Regions from separate parts of the Anas platyrhynchos genome. Here region 2 is linked to region 1. The links are chromatin contacts, called in public Hi-C maps. All regions are on one chromosome and are shown on one strand. The core of a region is the stretch at or near the end of the contact, and the rest is flanking DNA. Distances in the headings are between cores, read along the strand shown. Region 1 overlaps LOC101802544 (a long non-coding RNA gene). Region 2 overlaps LOC101802544 (a long non-coding RNA gene).

Region 1 (6,111 bases), core at 1,954-4,453:
TATGGGTTTTACATGCAGTGATAGCACATCATGGGAACTTCAAATGATATACATTTGAAATATAAATGTAGATATATTTTTAATAATTACTCTGCAAGACCGTGTTATCCTAGTTCCTTTGGTCTACAGTGACAGTTGTTTGATAGCGCTTAAGCCTGCATAAAATCTGTCTCACAACATACATGTTGGGGAGACAGCATAGGCCTGTGAATTTATTGAGGTCTTCATGATCATGAACATATCTGGCCACATATAGCAGCACACGAGACCAAGGTCTTTGAAAATACATGAGAAATAGCAGTTACTTTTAGACTAAACATGAGCTTTTTCAAACAAAAAATCCTTTTGAAAATCAACAATAATTATTTCCTAAATTTAAGCTCTTACTGAACATCATTTAAAACACAGGAAGAACAAATGTAATGTTAAATATATACCACATCTTCACTGTTCACACAAAACTTAACATTTATTATTTGACCTTGCTGTTCTCATTAAACACACATCTATGTTGATCTTTCAAAGGAAGTTACAACGCTTTTCTGTATTATAAACCATTTACAAACAGGTCAGCTATGGGTTCTATGAAATAATATTTAACTGGTGACACTTCGTAAGAGTACTGATGATAAAGGACCAAAGAACAACCACTAGATCTTAGAATCAAGGAGCAGACATTTCTTTGTGCCTTTAATATAGATACAGTTAGGGAAACAACAATACTTTTCAAAAATAAATAAATAAAAACACAAAACTAGGACCAAATGAAAGGGTTTGAGAATCTAACAGAGGAACCAGAAGTTCCATACAGCTGGAATGCAGTCATTTTTTCTTTCCTTCCTTTTTTGTCTTTGAACAACCAGTTGTTCTCTTACTGGCTGTGATTTTGTCAAACAACTAACTTGTAAATAAACAGAAAATGGTGAGGAGTATTGCTGCCAGGCTGATGGTTTTCAACTGGGCAGGAGGACAATTGAGCTGTACATTTCAGATGTTACAACACATTTCAAGGCAGTTGTCTTACAAATTAGTGAATTTGAAGTGTGCCTTTTTTCCCCATGTTACTGCTTTTAAAATGTACATATTATCATTTGAGAAATTCAACTGTGTCTAAAGATGGGTGCTCCAGCCCTGTTTAAAAAGTATTGTATCTTGGCCCTGATCTAATGTTGCACAGAAGATTTAGAAGTATCACACAGCAGTCAAGTTAGTGCCGCCCACCTAAGCCTGCAAAGTGAGTGAAGCAGCACCTCTGGCAGGTGTCACCTGCCAATTTCTCACTGACTGAGAAGAGGGCACAGACCAAATCTCTCAGGACAATCAGTTCTGTAGGTGCCATGACCATGAAGCTTGGAAAAGTAATGAAGTCTAGTCACTTAGACAGGCCTGCACATGTCCCCAGCACACTTGTGCAGCAATCCCAAGCTGACGCTACCCTGGTTGGTTTCCCTCTCCCTTCTAAATAGTTGCCCTAAATTCCTTCGCAAAACACCAAGTTCTCATTACTGAGAGCAACCCACGTTGTGGCTGGGTTTAAGAAACACACACCCTGACTGTCAGACCAAATAATGAAGGAAGTAATAAGTGGCAATAAGTGGCAAGTTCCAGGCCAGGCTGGATGGGGCTTTGGACAACCTGGTCGAGTGGGAGGTGTCCCTGCCTATGGCAGGGGGGCTGGAATGAGGTGATCTTTAAGGTCCCTTCCAAGCCAAACCGTTCTGTGATTCTACAAAGTTAACGAGTTGAACAGAACAGAAAATTTCTAAGTCCAAGCTGCAGCTTTTTCTGTCCTGGGGGCACAAATTTGAGTCCTTTCTCTAATCCCATCTGCTAAGAACTGTAACTTAAACTGCAGAAACTTGACTTTGTAACCTCTATCCCTGGATCAAATGCAGCTGAAATTAAGCGCTGGATTCAAAAATTATGAGGAGAAAACACAATCCTATATAGCTTGTTTTGTTCAGAAACTGGGCATGTAAACACTGTAGCATAATCATTGTGAAAATAACTAATGAATTTTATGTCTTTACTGTTTTCATTCAGGAGTCACACCACAAACTCAGCTATAACTGAACCCAGATTTTTACACGATGATAGTATAAACGAATCCAGAGAATGTAGAGACTGTTTCAATAAAACCGGCTTTGTTTTGCCACTGTACACAGGACCCTAAGTATATGTCACTTCATAAAGGTGAAAATTTAACAGGAATAAAACTTTATACATATTTTTTGAACTCACCAAGACTCCAGTGGACTGCCCTTCATGTAGACCCCTGCTTCTCTTCCAGTTTCTTTCTGTATCTCCCAAGGCTTAAGAAAAGTTCAGGGATACATAGCTCAGTAACTGAATGGTGACATTAAGTTTAAAGAATCAATGGATCTATTCAGTGTACCTTGTGTACAATGTACCTACTTTTTTTATTTTTAATATATATATAGAATAAGCATAAAGGTTATTTAAAGAATCACCCTAACATCCCGATGCCACCACCTGGATTTAGATCATAATTATCCGAATTTAGAGAATTATTTTTAATAATAAGCGGGTCCCAGTTTCCTTCTCTAAAAATGGCATCCACTGTGCTCCTCGTAGCCTTTCTATTGCCCTAGCATTGAATTTTGACTCGTGTGTTTCTCAGCAAAAAGACATAGTTGAAATCAGAGGGTTTTATTTGCTGATGGATTCCAGGAACTGATGAAAGAAGGAAAGAAACTGAAAGAGTGTAATGACCTCTCCAAAACTCCAATAAAAGGAAGAGAGACAAAGAATAATCAGTGCAGAAAAGTTAACAGAAAACTGGACATTGGAGGAAAGGTTAGAAGGAGACAAGGTGAATAGGAATAGCCAGGGAAATGAAAGTACTTTAACAAAAAAGGGTGGAATAAAAGAAACAAAATTATCATCTTAGCAGAGCAATGAGAATGGGGTTTTCAAAACCATGTGACTTCTATTGAAGGCAGAGAATTACATCAACTCCAAATATGCTTTAAGAAAATCTTCAATAGACTTAACTTTAACCGTTTAACTTTAAGCATATGGAGGATCTAAACTCTGCTCAGCTAAACAACTAAAGAAGTGCTTAAATTAAAAAAGATATATATGAATAAATCATCTTGTAATCATTCCCTACGTCTGTAGTATCAAGCATGCATTCAGATCTGAGCCCCAACTCCTTACCCTGCTTGCATGCTGACTCACACTTTGGCGCTCGCCTGGCTCCAGCCTATTGGTTATCAGATAGGCAAAACTCAAGTACAAGACGCAAGGGACTAATGTGGATTCTCTCACCAGCTACACTCATGCGAGTATCGTGACTGAAGTACGAGATTAATTGTTTCATGAGGCAGAGTGTAAATAATTAAGTGCTTAAGGTTAATTTGAGAAGCAGGCCTCAAAAAGAAAACTAAAGGGAAAGTAGCTGAGGAAGAAAAAAGCAGCAGACTGTTGAATCTGTATTAAAAATAAATGACCTCTGGGTTATATCTCAATGCACTCTGCCTGAAAACTACTGCTTCTTTTTGGCTGAAGTATTAAATCTTATTTTTAATACATGAGATGGTAAATAACTCTGGCAAAGGTTAAATTCGGTCAGCGGTTGATGACAGTACTAAAGTAATCCTTAACGCAGGGTGTCATTCAGCTATAGGCACACAAGGCTCACCATCTATCTCTTCTGCCTACTAAACACACTTGCACTTCCAAACCCACTTTGGTAAATAACTGGGAGAGGATTAAGACCCAGTACTCCAATCTCTATGGTAACGCCCATAAATGTAGGAGGAAATGTGGAAATCATAAGCCGCTACTAGGGTTCTGTCTCTTTTACTCCTTCCTCTACAACACAGTTACTAAAGGAAAACAGAAACCGAGCCACTCGGTTCAACACAGTGAGCCAACAAAGTTCTGGGACATCTCTCAGCATCCTGTGAACTTCTGGTCATTGTGATCCATCTGCTAAGCTACGGATCGATCTGTACAGCGTTACTTTAAGCTGTCATCTCTCTGACCATGAAGCCAGCACCAACACTCAGCAATTATACTCTCCCATACGCTCCTGCCACTAATACTCCATCTTCCACCTACAGCTGTAAAAAAGGGAACTCCCTGTTTGTAAGATGCATGTTTAATAAATCCATACATCTAAGAATCACGACTTAATGTAGGTAGGGAGCTAGAGTAAGATTACAGACCTGACTAAGGCAGCGAGTTGGAGATAGAATTAGTTCCTCGACAGATTCATCACCCATTTCATAAAATGGTTAAATAATGTGCTGCTCTTTTTATGAGAATCGCGAGCATTACTAAAATTTAATAAATGTTTTGAAGCTCAGATTTCAAAATTTCCCAGAAATTAGGAAGCTAGGGAAGCAAATGAACAACTTACATCAAGCCATCTTAAAAGAAGTGAATCGAACAGCATAAAAGCAAACAAATTAGTGCTAGCTAAAGCATTTCCAGATCCCTCACTCCTGTATTAATTTCAATAGCACTTTGTTTAAATGCAGGCATACATATCCATAAAGTTTAAGCTTCAATCTTTCCAACAATTCCTCTTTATCTGAGTTTTACCCGACCGTCTAGTGCTGCTGATAAAAATACTCATGTGGACAGAGTTCAGCACATGCACAGGACTAAGGCTAAAGCAAGTAATAAAGAAATTAGCTAATAAATTCTTAAATTTTGAAAAGGCAAGGACAGGCAAGAAGATAATAAAGCTTGAGAAAGCAACAACTGATGTACTGGGGGGAAGATGAGAAATTAAATTATGGTCCCAGCAATTACTCTACAAAAATATCTAACTTTAATGCCAGTTAAATAACAGAATAGATGCTAGGGAGAAGAAAACAATAGAGCATCCCCTCAATAACTTCATAGTCACGATAACCACACTATTTTCTCACCATTTGATGAGTCCTCTTCAGTTCAAGGCTGAAGTTTGTGGGTGCTGCAGAGAAGATCACTTTGCAACTGCTCCGCTGTAATTAATCCATAAAGAATGGGCTTCAGTTTTTTTCACAGGTTACAACCCAGCACTCTTCCCAACCATGCAAATCCATTGCAAATGTACAATATTTAGAAGTTAGTTAGGCAAAACATTTTAGCAAAACTTCGCCACTGAACCCAAGTTTAATAACAAATCTCTCTTAAATCCTCGGGGCGTGTTCATCATCATGAGTTAGGCCTACAGCTGTGTCAGAGTCAGTATCAGGTCTGAATGAAAATATGGTCAATCCAACTTTTTGGCTGTACCGTTAGTCTTATGTTATGCTGAGCATTTCAGACACTGAAAAAAAAAATAGATTGAAAGTTGGCTATTGAAAAATCAGGTAATCTACAGTAAAAAATAATAGTAATTTAAAAAAATAATAGGGTTTCCTTTCTCATCTATCTATTTATAGGAAAATCAATAAAGCAGATGCATGTCCTAATCCAGTACATACTTTTTGCAGTCCATATTGCCAAGAAAAGTATCCCTAGATCAGGCCTGAATTGGTGAGTTTAGAATTTTTTTCACTGCCACTGCAGCCTAGCGCCCATGCGATCATAAATGGTGCACACTTTGGTCCTTGCTAAATTACAACCTCCATCATTGCTCGCAGACTGCAATGGCAAAAGTAATGAATTCCAAATCCAGTGTTTGTCAGGGCAAATCAGAGGCCGAATGACTACAGAAGGAAGCAAAAAACTCATAAATGAAAGAGGATGTTCAACTACAGTCACTAGATTATTAAACCGAAACCTTAAACTTCAACTGCTGTCAAATTTTCAGAAGAGGTCTGAAGGGAGGCCTAGCTGAATCCCTACCAGGGATCTAGCAAAGAAGCCTGGATAAGCACCAAGAGCAAGGCAGGGCTTAAATTAGAGAAACAAATATAAAAAAATGTTGGAATTCCCACTGGCTGCATGCACATATGCCATCCCAAGCCCAAAATAAGCCGTAGATGTGCAATTCTTGAGAACATTGTTATAATTGCTACGTGTGGGTGTATCTTGGCGCCCTCCTTTCGGTCCTGCTCACGTAGGAACTGGACCAGGGGCAGTAACAGGCGAGCACCCAGGCAGACCAAAGCACCTAGCTAAAAAGTTGCCCGGTAATGACCCAACGCC
Region 2 (6,111 bases), core at 2,449-4,948, 35 kb before region 1:
CTTCTCCTGTCGCTGCTGCTGGGTTCTGCTCTTACCTTCTAGTTATACCGAGGGATGTCTAACAGGGCAGTTTTCAAGTTTGGCATTAATGCTTCATAAAAAGTAGTTGTTTTTTTTTTTTTTTTCAGAAAAAAAATTAGAAGTATTTTAGTGGTTTTGATGAATATTTTCTCTACGTACAGTTAATGTTCTTAATATGCATAACTGGTATTAGCCAGGCAGGGCATTACTTTAAAATGTGTGCTGAATGTGTACAAAAGAGACACCTAGCACAGACCGAAAATGTACTCTCAGCATATATGAGAGCTACAAATATATCTCAAATAAGATTAATGCAAATTAAGAAATCAGTAGTAGATCATCAGATGAGAAATACACACTTTAGACTGCACAAAGGACTAAAAAATAAATATGCTGAAAACTGGGTGACACCAGCTGGCAAGGCAGAATAGCGAAACAACTGTACTTTTTCAGGGCTCTTAATAACCTTGTTTCTGGCTGAATGTGGTATGTGCCTGAACATCCTTTCTTATAAAATAATAAATTTCACAAAGATCCTACTGTATGACAGTGTACTGACTGGCTGTCACAACTACTGACTAAATATTAATTTTGGTAGTCTTTCCAAGTTAAATCTATGAACTACTATACCTGGATAACTTCTAAATCGCTACCCACAAGTGAAACTCCAGTAAGCCACTTTTCTGACTTGCTTATTGTCTGTCCTTGTTTGTAAAGGGTAGTTTAGTAACTTACTTTCACTTGACTTTTTTTTTTTGTGTGCATTTGTTGGTTAGGGAAATATGAGATAGTCTCTTTTGATTTGGAGCTTAGCTAATTTTAGCTTTATAATGCTGAACGGTGAGATAAACACTGAAGACTAACAGTCTTCAGGACCTCCACATTACTGCAATCACTTCAGTTTCGTAACTCCTACAGATTTTTATCCCTTACAAGCATTAGAGCAATGATTTACATACCAGCGAGGGAAAATGAAAACGAGGAGGAAGCTCATTATAACCCTGTACGTGTACTCAGTTTCTCCTAACACAGACTAGATTAAACCTGGCCTGTGCCACAAGAACTGTGAAGGGGGAGAGCAAAGGGTCCTTCCTGATAACAGCCGTATGCAGTTAATGCTCTTTTAACTCAATGGAACAAACCAGACCCCAAATCTGGAGGGAAGGAGGATCTGGGCTACTATTCCTTCAATTTTGCTCCTCACCCCCACCCCTTGAGCTGTACAGAAGGGATCAGGTTGCACTATTTTAGAAGCCGGTGCAGTATGCACGCTTCCTCGGTATATGGGAGAGCTCGCTGTAGGGACGCACGCTGCTTCACAACACCCTTATCAACAGAGCTGAGCCCTCAATTCCCCTGTAAATTCCCCTGCAAGCGTACAATATTTTTAGCAATGTATACAAAGAAGATTATTAAACTAACTTACCTTTGGCACGTGGCTTTGAAAGCTTCACGTTTGACACTAGTCATAAAAACCATACTATCAGAGCTGCAAAACCTGTAAATATATGGAGAAAAAAAAATCAAGTGACTTAGCATAACTTCCTGAGCATGCTTAAAGACTCTAGATTGGTTAACACATTGAAAAATATCACTGCTGTCTCTTTCACCCTGCCACCTGAGTGCGGATTGCTTGTTACTGTTCCTGCAGACATTTCAAGTCACACCATGCAGCCGATGTTAAATCTGTAGCAAGATAGAGGATGGATTGTGTCTGGAATGGGAGCTCAGGCTAGGGTTGTAATCCTGTCGCTGTACCTGTCTCCAAATTTCACCAGTGGCTTTTTGATTCTGAGATAAAGACGATTAAAACTGTGCTAGGACTGATCCTAAGAGACAAAATAATGCTTAAAGGATGCTCCAAAGTTACATATATTAAGGTTAGGAAGAATCATAGAATATCTGAGTCGGAAGGGACCCACAAGGAAAAATCTAAAATAACCTAAGACCTGAAACAAGTATTTCGCAAGACTGTGTTTACTGTTTTTTTCAAAATACAGAAGTCATTGTTCCAGAGGCAGGGTGCGTAGTTAACAGTGCCTACAGAGCTCCCCCAGCCAGGAAGATCTCCCTGAAAGGAGTTCTCAGGCTGTGACACATCTCCACAACAAGGAACTGAAAACCAGGACGACTGGGATCCTTCATGGCAGACGTCCTGGGATCCTTCATGGCAGATCTGAAGACCTGACTAGGAAAGGGCACTAAGCCCCTTGTATCTCACCTAGGGAAAGAGCTGTGAGTAATACGCAACCTTAACAAACAGACTGGCAGGTATCTCGTTTGAAAGCAAGAACTGAAATACTGACAGGTTGTCAAATTTCCTAGTAGCCAACCTGTCCTTTTCTCATGCATGGAAGTCGTTCTAGAGGGAGAGGCTGCTGGAAATAAGCACCTGAAAACAGAGGCAAAGATAAGAAGGCTCATGGAAGATGCTGAGTTGATGACCAAAGTCTTCATCAAGACTGTTACCCTGTTTACTTCCTAATGCTGTGGAGATGAAGGAATCAAAGCCCCCAGGTTCTCTTGCAAATCGCAGGGATCCTACCCCTCTGTGCCCCTGAGGTTGTACAAGCCCATATCAGTGCTATGCTGCCTCCCCCTTCCTTTTTTTTTTTTAATTAATATATTAAAAAATCCCATTATTTTTTACGTCTTTCTACATCCCTTCCTGTACCGAGAAGTTTCTTATACTTGAGCAGACGTGTTAAGATACAAGGAAAGTTGTAGGAAGAGAAGGTTATTTCAGGGAGAGCCTCGGCTGCTTTGCAGAAAAAGGAGCATTTTATTTCGTGGAAAACAAAACCTTCAACCGAAAGAGACTGATGTTTATATTATCACTAAAACTTTTGCTGAAAGGGGAAGAAACAGCGACTGCAGACAGCGGTTCAAAAGGAAGTTCTGTTACAGTCCAGACCAAAAAAATTAAGTTCTTACAGTGTATAAAATATGTAATCAACGCTGAGCTTCTGCGCTTGCCTTAAATACCGAGCTGGGAGCGTGGACTGCTCCGCTGCTCGTCTTTAATGTATCCACCAGCCGTAATGCTGGAACCTATGCAAGGAGATAATTCAGACAAAAGCATCCATCGAGCAGAAAACTGTGATATTTGTCCAGTGAAACTTCTCCAGCTCTAACAAAGACACCATTCAAAAAAAAAAAAAAAAAAGGCATTTCAAAGAGCGCTGTAGATGCTGGACATCGACTGATTCTGGAGTTAAAGTCAGACATCTGCTAGCCAAAAGGAGGAATTCAAGAAGGAGACGCTTTCAAGTCTCAGACTTTCAAGTTGGAGACCTCCAGCCTGCACTTATCTATGTTTTCACACATCGCTAGCGGAGTTAGAAATACCCAGTGCGCAGAAGGAAAACAATCTCTATCAGTGCATACAGCACCGACACGATAAGGCGATGTTTTCCAAGCCTGGAGCAATTGTCGAGCAATTGCGATTCGTCAAGGCCACACGCCTGACACCCGGGGTCGTCTAACCTCAGGCCATCTTCCACCTTCTCCCCAGCTGGTCCCGGTGGCTCCGCTGCTTCTTTGCGAGCTGCCGGCGCTGGTTTCTCCTGCTGCCGGCACCGAAGAGCCCCCCGGGAGGCAGAGGCAGAGGCGATGGGTGCTGCTGCTGCACCGCCACGGTTTATATAAGCAGCAGCTGCTTGGGTTTTGTTCCAAGACGAGCGAGGGCCTGTGATGGTCAGAGGGAGCTCAGGGCCAGCCGATGCTGAACCAGGGCTTTCCGCCACGGGCTGGGTCCGGTCAGGGCTCGGAGGGCCCGGCGGCAGCTCTCAGGGTGCTGGGTTGTGTCTGGGAGTGAAATCGCCACCTTTAACTAGCTCTTAAAGCAGAAAGACCCTGCCTCGCTCAGTCTGTTTTGATACAGCTTTAGGTCTGCATTGTTTTATTTTCATTTTAAAGGCCCTCCTCCAACTCAACATAGCCACTTCGCAAAACAGGGGTCTTCTTGCCATCCAAGCTGTTATTCCGTAGTTTTACAATTTTTACTTAATCACCTCCATAGGCAACCTCTGCTCCTTAATTTTTGCATTTTATGACAGAAGTTTTAATGGATTTTCTTTACTGCATGATTCAGTCTTCCAATTACAATTCATAAACTCCGTGTAGACGGAAAGCGGAATTCAATTAAAACGCAGCAGAAGAGCGCTTCATTTTTTTATCAGTTCAATGAAATAACCTCAGATGCTCATAACATGCAAGGGAAAGAATAGATTTCTCAGAACACGGTGCACTGAAAACTGATTTATTCAACAAGGCCTAATCGCTGCTAGCTGCTGAGCTGAAGGGATTGTTTCTGGTCAGCACGACCTGCAGGACGCTGGAACTAGTACATCGCATCCTCCGGCCGCTTTCATTCATGGACTCCAGGAGGAATTAAAAAAAAAAAAAAAAAAAAAAAGGAAATTGCCTGCTTTTTCGTCCCTCCGTGGATTTTTCTATTTCGAACCTATTAGTCATTCATATAAAGTAAATGAGTACATTAAAAGGGGGGAAAAAAAGCTATCAGAAGCAACTTCAGCATAGGTTATAGGTCCGTGTGCTCTGCCAGCGACTCCCACCCTTTCGGTGGTTTGACTTTCTCTCAGACTTTGGCATCAGAAAACGTGTTGCATGGGATTTTTATTGTGTTATTTTAAAATTCTCTAATAAATTTAACATTAATACAGGCTGCCCTGCTTTCGTATTTAATTTTAAGTGGTCTTGTTAAAAGAGAAGCATTTAATTTAAACAAAATAAAGTAGACCTATAGAACTCATTAAACTTAAATTAATAATTCCGGGAGGCCAGGGAAGTAATAGAAAACGTGGATTCCTTCCTTTCCGAATTATCAGCCATTTATGCGATCGGCTCTTCAAAACAGAATGGGTTCCTACTGTGCCTGCTGGTGTACACATAAAGTTAAAGAGACAGAGCCCTGGCACAGAGGTTCGCCTTAATTTGCTCAACACCTGAGGTGTTAAAAGTAAAGCCAAACAGGAGAGGCTTTTTATTATTTTTTTTTCAGTAAAGCACTGGCTGTTCGAGTGCGGAATTACCAGCGCCAGGAGGCAGAGGGTGAAAGGATGCTGTGAAGGGCTCCAGATCCTCGCCTGTTCCTCCATCCCTTCCTGCTCCCCTACCCTTTAAGCTCTAGCTGCATTCACCCATGCCTGCCGACTGAAAATTGGAAGGAGCCTCAAGTAACCAGGGAACTGAACGTAAGCAATGCCGACCTTCCTCCCTGCTAAATATAGAGACTTCCCATCAAATCTCCTTGTCCTTCCTACGTGTCTCTGGAGGATAAACCTAGCATCAGGACAACTTCCCAAGTGGAAAGGAAGAAAATTATTTCTGATAACGTCCAAAGACTGTGACCCTGGCCTGCTCAGTTCTGAAACGTAACGTGCAGGTTTGGCAGCACAGAGCTGTGGCTTCAGTTTATTCGCTTAATAAAAAGCAGAATGAAATTCCACTTCCCGAGTTACTGTGATGGGAGTAACACTATCCCATGGTTTTTCTAGTGATTTTCTCACTCTTTTCTATGGTGGGCTCCCAGGCTTCCTCTCTGTAGTAGAGAGGATCTGAAGGCAAGCATAGGGAACAAGAGAAACCACTGGTCAAAATTACAGCGGTAGCAACGAGTTTCTACAGAGATAAAGAGGAAGAAAGTTTGGTTTAGGTAAGGGCACGATTAAGCAAGGAGAAAGAGATGAGGAAGAGGCCTTTTATTAACATATAAAACCTTTGAACCACAGCGTGCAGTTAGCACAGCTGGCACTGCAGGAACAGGGAGGATGAGGACTGCCTCAGGTTGGCTCTGGCTGGTTGGATGTGAAGAAGGAGAAGCCCTGGAAGTGTTTGTTTCACTACTGCACCGACTGGGCTGGTGGGCAGTGATTCATAAACCGACCTTACTGGAGAATATGAGAGGTTGGGCTGGTTGAGGCCGGGCCCGTTATCCTATTCCCAGCAGCAGATGTAGGCCGGTTCTCACCCAGGTGCTGTCCCAGCAAATAGCAGGACCAGGACAAGCACATCGCATATTGTCCACGGGTCCTGGTACCCAACTTCTCTTAGCTCGGGTGGGTTCCT

Evidence for each region. A called contact is a pair of places that touch in the nucleus more often than the background predicts.
Region 2: a contact with region 1 is called in a Hi-C map of small yellow follicle, with 2.6 times the contacts expected there. The contact joins two enhancer-like sites. A contact is called at or near these places in 5 of 8 Hi-C or Micro-C datasets (liver, skeletal muscle, small yellow follicle and 1 more).

The regions. Positions count from the first base shown.
Region 1 is chr1:178,814,958-178,821,068 of IASCAAS_PekinDuck_T2T, reverse strand. It overlaps LOC101802544 (a long non-coding RNA gene), which reads right to left. Exons shown (of 12, transcript XR_011806436.1): 3 at 4,905-4,979; 4 at 2,242-2,312. The region is part of intron 2 of LOC140001320 (a long non-coding RNA gene); the gene reads left to right. Among named protein-coding and RNA genes, the nearest start is that of KCNRG, 51 kb to the right of the region's middle. Within about 2 kb of position 3,203, at least 2 of the 8 cell types and tissues checked have an H3K27ac peak or open chromatin away from gene starts, as enhancers often do.
Region 2 is chr1:178,850,273-178,856,383 of IASCAAS_PekinDuck_T2T, reverse strand. LOC101802544 (a long non-coding RNA gene) reads right to left here. Exons shown (of 12, transcript XR_011806436.1): 7 at 1,448-1,519. The region is part of intron 1 of LOC140001320 (a long non-coding RNA gene); the gene reads left to right. Among named protein-coding and RNA genes, the nearest start is that of KCNRG, 86 kb to the right of the region's middle. Within about 2 kb of position 3,698, at least 5 of the 8 cell types and tissues checked have an H3K27ac peak or open chromatin away from gene starts, as enhancers often do.